2 separate regions of the Zea mays genome follow, and region 1 is linked to region 2. The links are chromatin contacts, called in public Hi-C maps. All regions are on one chromosome and are shown on one strand. Each heading gives the region's core, a stretch centred on a gene start, on an enhancer-like site or on the middle of the called end of the contact. The rest is flanking DNA. Distances are from core to core; before and after follow the strand shown.

Region 1 (3,132 bases), core at 365-2,864, 110 kb after region 2:
CGATCTCGACCTCGGAAGACAGACTCGACCCCGACCTCGGAGGAGCCTCCGCCTCGCCCGACCCAGGGCTCGGACCGACCACGTCATAGGAGAGGCCATCATTACCCTACCCCTAGCTAGCTCAGGCTACTGGGAACAAGACCGGCGTCCCATCTGGCTCGCCCCGGTAAACAAATAATGATGGCGCCCCGCATGCTCCATGACGACGGCGGCTCTCAGCCCCTTACGGAAGCAAGGAGACGTCAGCAAGGACTCGACAGCCCCGACAGCTGTCCTTCCGCAAGGCTCCAACGCTCCTCCGATGGCCACGACATCACATGAACAGGGTGCCAAAACCTCTCTGGCTGCCACGACGGCATGTACTTAGGGCGCTAGCTCCTCTCTGCTAGACACGTTAGCACATTGCTACACTCCCCATTGTACACCTGGACCCTCTCCTTACGCCTATAAAAGGAAGGTCCAGGGCTCTCTTATGAGAGGGTTGGCCGCGCAGAAGAGGACAGGACGGCGCGTGCACGCCTCTCGCTCCCTCCACGCGGACGCTTGTAACCCCCTACTGCAAGCGCACCCGACCTGGGTGCGGGACAACACGAAGGCCGCGAGTTTCCCCTTTTTACACCTATCTCCCTCTAACTTCCCCCCTTCGTGCTCCGTCTCGCGCCGACCCATCTGGGCTGGGGCACGCGGCGACAGTTTACTCGTCGGTCCAGGGACCCCCGGGGTCGAAACGCCGACAACTGTGTTGCCTTGTTCTTGATTCACAGTATTTGAGAACAAGCGAACAACAACGCCCTACCATTTTATAGCCTTATTTTTATCTATTATGTTCACAAGAACAACATGTATGCATGCAAATATATGAGCTTATTTTATATTGTTAAGCATAATGTTAAACATACATATAAATACAGATGTTCTATAAAGGAAAAAGTCTAGATTTAATCATTAAACTTTAGAACTATATTTTTGGATGGAAGGAGTGTTTTTAAAGAACATACAAATTTTTAATAAGACAAGTGATTGAAGTTTTTTTAAAAGGAACCACGTCAAATGAAAAAAATGAAGGAAGTACAATCGAAAATCTTTCGATAAACCAAATATGTCTATTTTTAATAGTTCCTTAGCAAAGATACTTGGGTTTGAAGTTTAATAGTTAAATTTAGATTTTTTTCTTCATAATTTTTTTTCTATTTGTATGTTTAACCCTAAAAAATGGAGCTAGTATATTTTATATATTTATGTTTATGTTATGGACGGAAGAGATAAAAAAGAGAGCTATATAATGATTAGGGGTAATTTAGTTCATTTATATGTGGTTTATTCAATAAAAAATATAAAATATATAGATAAATTATTGTTTACTGAATTAATTTGGTAAAACGGGTGCTGTACGTATTGTTTAAAAACGAATGCTATTTCACCGTTTAAAACTAGCGTTGTTTTGTAAATTTCCACTTTACAGCGCCACACAAGAAAACCGAAAATTGCAAGGGGCACCAACCAAAAAACTTTTTCAACTTTAAACTCCAAAATAGTCCAAGCGCGAGGCGAGCACACGGACAGAGGATAGAGAAAACAGAGTGCGACGCCGACGAAGAGAGAGACAGAGAGCAAAACCCAAACCCTAACAATCATTTGCAGCCCCCGGCGTCTCGAGAACCTCCAAGGAACCATCCACAGGCGAGGCCTCGCTCCGTGCCCGGATCTCCCATTTCCGCCCGGCCGGCGCGGCGGGATCCTGATACTGGTGCTGTCTGCTGGGGTTTCGTGTAGGAGAAGGCGCGAGCGCGGGTGTTTGGATCGGGGGAGGCAACGCTGGCGGCTCGCGGCGGCAGCAGGTGATGGCGGATCCGCCTAGCGGTGGGGGATCTAGGGCTTGTGTCTGCAGGGAGAGACAGGTCGAGGAGGCAGAGGCGGGTCTGGGGCTCGGGAGAAGAGAACAGGGGAGGAAGGAGGGAGGATGCTGAGCGTGGTTCGGGTACACCTGCCGTCGGAGATCCCGATCGTGGGCTGCGAGATCACGCCGTACGTGCTACTGCGGCGGCCCGACGGTGCAGTCTCCACCAACGATGTCCCCGAAACCGCGCCCGCTGATGGCCAGTTCATGCGGTACAGATGGTAAGTAGCTACTTTTGGTTGTATTTTTTCAATCTTCGGTTCGTAAGACATTGCATTTCGTCATTTCGGATTGCTCAGTTATTGTTTGCTTGCTTGTGCTAGTGAATTATGACCAATTTTAGGGTTTCTTAGCAGATACTTAGATGTTCGAGCAGTTGCTAAACTCACGATGAGAATGTACATTTAATCATTTATTCAACCAATTTGTTCATGTTATAATTATGAATGTGTGATCACAGCTCTTGACCATACACAAGCTCTTTTAGTGTTTTGGTAAAGGACGCAAGTCTAAAATATTCTGCTGCTTGCGGTTTAAATAGGTTATGTAGGCAGATTTTGAGGTTGGAACATAATTGGGCACAGAACTGACTGATACCTGTTTTCAAGGTCAGATCCAATTCCAATGGCTTAGGCTCCCACATGAGGGTTGTGGGGAAGGGATAAAACGAGGCAAGTCTCTCCCCCCCCCACCCACCCACCCCCAAAAATGTGGAAAGGCTCCTTCAATGAGACAACTCACTGCACCAGATTTGCCCTTCTGATACCTGTTTTCAAATGACACCATAATTCACCAGATGTTTCAGATGGGTAGCTGGGAATGGAGACAACTAGAGCTAATATGCGTCATGAACAATTCCACAAGTCATCTGATTTAAGGTCTATTTGAATGTCGGAAGCTGAAAATGTGTGGTTAGAAGTTAGGACCATAGACATCTACATGAGTCGTCATGGGAATTCTGTTTTGCACTATTCACCTTGTAAAACGTTTTCCTTCTAAAACCGGCACATCTCTAAATACTGTCTAACTGGTTTGATGTCATCCAGAAAAAAGGACCCAATAGTGGAAGCAATTTGTTCCCTTTGCCAGAAGAGTTGGTGTGAATTGAGTTATACATTTTCGCTACTCAAGCACAAGCTTAAGGCCCCTATGATTCTATAGGGTAGGTTGTTTCTTGAAGCAAACACTCCGTTAACTTGACTAGTTGAACCTCAATGTGGCAGTGCTGAGTCTGA
Region 2 (3,398 bases), core at 872-3,371:
TGGTGATGGTGAGGTAAACAAGACTACCCACAATATGACGATACCGAGTTGGGTCTGCTAGTGGTGTCCCATCCTTCGGACGAAGTTTTAAATGGAGATCCATCGGTGTTGCAACAGTGCGTGTATCAGTAATTCCAAAGCGATCAAGAAGATCTTGTATATATTTGGACTGAGACAGATAAAAGCCTTTTTGAGTCTGCTGAATTTCAATGTCCAAGAAATAGCTAAGCGGTCCCAAATCAGACATATGAAATTCCTTACTAAGATGCTGCTTGACATGAGAAATATGTTCTGAGTTGTCACCTGTAATCAGCATATCATCCACATATGCTGTGTTGGTCCCTTGAGATGCTGGCACATATGGTTGGAGCCCTCTACCTAGTACATCCGGTACTGGCACCACCGGCACGTGCATTCATCCATGACACGTTTTCAGGCGTGGCAAACCTGGAGCACGTCTCGTCCACAGCGGTTTGACAACATCATCCTCGGCATCAACTTCTTCCTCTACGACTGCCTCGACTGTGTCGTCGTCTTCGTCTATGGTGCCCTCCTACGCCACCATCACCCTGGCGCCTCCTGGCGCGCCGCAGGCCTTCCCACGTGCTACGCCTGCGCCCGCGACTTGTGCGGCTTATCTTCTTCGGCGTCCTCGACGGCTACATCGACCACAGCTACCCGACACACAACACCTCGACAACGGCTCGACGCCCTTGCACTCGACTACCTCGACATTTTCGGCACAAAGGGCTATCATCTGCATGGGCTACTCCAGTCGCAGCATTCGCACCAGCATTCCGACTGTGGGGGGATATCTCCATTATTCTCGAGTCTGTCCGTTCGTGTTGCTGACACTACGACTGCGGGGGGATGTTAGAGTATATTAGACAACTCTTGATATGGTTGGTTTAGGATTGATTGTAATCCTGGGATAACCTTCTTTATATCTAGGATAACCTTGCTTATCTCTAGGATATGCTTCTTGCCCTCCAAGTCATGTACTCCTATATATTCTCCCTAGAGGCTTAATGCAATACATCCCACACATTATACACATTCTCTCCTTCAGGTTCTGGTCCAGTATCTGAAATTGCAACCCTGAGTATTATAAAAGAATTGATATATGAGTCATGACATTTTTCTTTTTAATGAGTGTGCCTTCTATCATTGGCCAATCAATTGTTGAGGCACTTGTAGCTTTAAAGATTGGAGCTAAGGGTCAAATGTGGAATCTGGAGACAGATGGGTCATACAGTCTTTGATGGTACATCGCTAATTATAGTTTTTATTTCATGTTCAAGGTTCGTCTTATCAAGGAGCTCTACGGGAACCAAATTGGCGAGCTGTTCCATAGTCTTCCTTATAATATGATAGAGTTTGTATTGGAGGATTTTGAGTGGTAAGGATAATATTTAATTACTGCTAATGCTTGGATTGCATCAATAAGTTCTGTTTTGTTGCTAGTACACTCCCTCATAGAATATGTACACCTAGTGCAGCCTTCTATTTTTGTTATCTTGCAGCGTGCATGCTGAATATCGCATACTGATTTTAAGCTGCTAATATGCATAAGTAGCTTGTTGCACATTTTGTAGAGATTGATCTGTTTGCCACTTATAAGCAGCAAGGTTACAATCAGTATCCGATATTCGGATCTACTGCAGACCCTGCCGAGTCAGGCAAGGGTCTTGGCTTGGCCACTTCGCTCGGCCAAGAAAATATCTACAAGAAGCAGCAGTGCATCAGCTGCGCAACCAGTACCCTTTCACCTTTCATATGCCGAGGAAGCACTCAAAACCTTGTGTCTACCAGAAGGTGCTTCCTGTCACCTTGGCTTACAGCATACATGGCTTTGTGCTGAATTGATCTGTTTCTCCCTGTTCTGTGTTTCAGCATACGCAGACATTGTGCTGGAGCTACCCCATGCTTTGAAGAGGATTTTATCCTCTCGGGACAGTGACTAAATCGTGACCTCAAGATGTCCAGTTTTGTTGTGCATAAGATTCACATCTCAATCGTGGGGCATGTTTTTGAAGATATTGTTCAGAATCTTGTGGTAGTATAGCCTGCAGTTGTGGACTGCAATTCCTGTGAAAGCAAGGCAGACATTTGCGTGGGCCGCTCGAAATATTCCGGCTACAGTTCCTGTTAAAAGAATCAAAATCCTAGGAAGGCCTTATGGTCGAGGCATAATCTTGCCAACTGCTGTCCTTGTCCTTGATGTGTGCTCCTTTTTTTTCTCCACTCTGGCTATGTTTGTTTCCTTTTAGAATTATACTAGCGCGTTACGCGCGCCTGCACGCGCGTGTTGACAAACCTATTTTATTTCAAATATCAAGTATCTAAGAAGACATGCTAAAATTTCAACAATATTTTTGGTACCAATAGCAGTAGTAATACAAACTTAGATTACAATACATAGCAAGTTGCATTAAAGTAGCATACTTCAGTGTCCAGCAATAGTGTCCGTAAAGTTTGCATAGACAAAATAGTTTTAGGAAGACTTTAACAATAGAGTCATATGTATACAAAAGTCTACTGACCAAAAATGATGAAGCCTTTCTTGTATAGACACAGCTTTAGGAAGGCATCAACATCAGTTTTATATGTACATAAAAGTCTCGTGACCAAAAGTGATGGAGCCTCTTATATGTTTGCAAATTTTTTTTACCTATATACAAATGAGAGGAGTATGTTAGCATAGACAACATCAAAGAGCTCAATGCGATATCACGATCATAAAAGAAATAATATTCTTTCAAAGGAGAGAAACAATAACACATAACATGTTTATTTTATCTTTCCCTCTAATCACGACAAGCAGGTACTATGTCTATTAACACAACAAGCCATGTTGTCTCCAAGATCTCAAGTTACAAAAACTTAATTGAAAACTTGAAGTGCTTCTCGAATAAGGTACATCAAGAGGCTAACATTTTAACACACTGTTATGACAATAGCTAAGGAAAGAGTAGTATACAAGCAGGTTTATTAAGAACACTGGCAACTGCATCTTGGTAATGTTTGAAGAAAAGGTTCAAAGCATTCAAATAAAATTATGTAATGTTTGAAGAAAAGGTTCAAAGCATTCAAATAAAAATTATGAATGACAGGATAACTTTAAAGAAATAAGTTGTTGGAGTGAGTAAGTTTGGTAAGCAAAAAAATTTAGCATTCCATAGATCAAATTGTAAAGCCAAAATAAAAGTAAGTTTGGTCCAAAGCATTAAAATAGAAATCATGTATTTTGTTTATGTATTTATTTTATATTCTTCTTTTTTTTGTCAAAGTGTAAAGTATATTTTTAAAATGAAACATGAGTATGGAACTGTTTTTATTTTTTTGTGTATTTGTGTTGCACTTATTCTCTTTTTTCTTAAGCTATTTTTGATAAGGAG

What was found. Hi-C and Micro-C count contacts between places; a contact is called where the count stands out from the background.
Region 1: a Hi-C map of leaf shows a contact between it and region 2, with 2.0 times the contacts expected there. The contact joins the promoter of LOC100279626 here to the enhancer-like site in region 2. A contact is called at or near these places in 3 of 25 Hi-C or Micro-C datasets (endosperm and leaf).

Annotation. Positions count from the first base shown.
Region 1 is chr1:247,595,354-247,598,485 of Zm-B73-REFERENCE-NAM-5.0, forward strand. LOC100279626 reads left to right here and starts at 1,615. Exons shown (of 12, transcript NM_001152622.1): 1 at 1,615-2,118. The coding sequence starts at 1,961.
Region 2 is chr1:247,487,685-247,491,082 of Zm-B73-REFERENCE-NAM-5.0, forward strand. It overlaps LOC103643579 (centromere protein O), which reads left to right. Exons shown (of 13, transcript XM_008666747.4): 11 at 1,302-1,399; 12 at 1,625-1,815; 13 at 1,894-2,367. The coding sequence ends at 1,964. Among protein-coding and RNA genes, the nearest start is that of LOC109943517, 33 kb to the left of the region's middle. Within about 2 kb of position 2,122, at least 2 of the 20 cell types and tissues checked have an H3K27ac peak or open chromatin away from gene starts, as enhancers often do. A contact at or near this core is called in leaf, where this site is marked.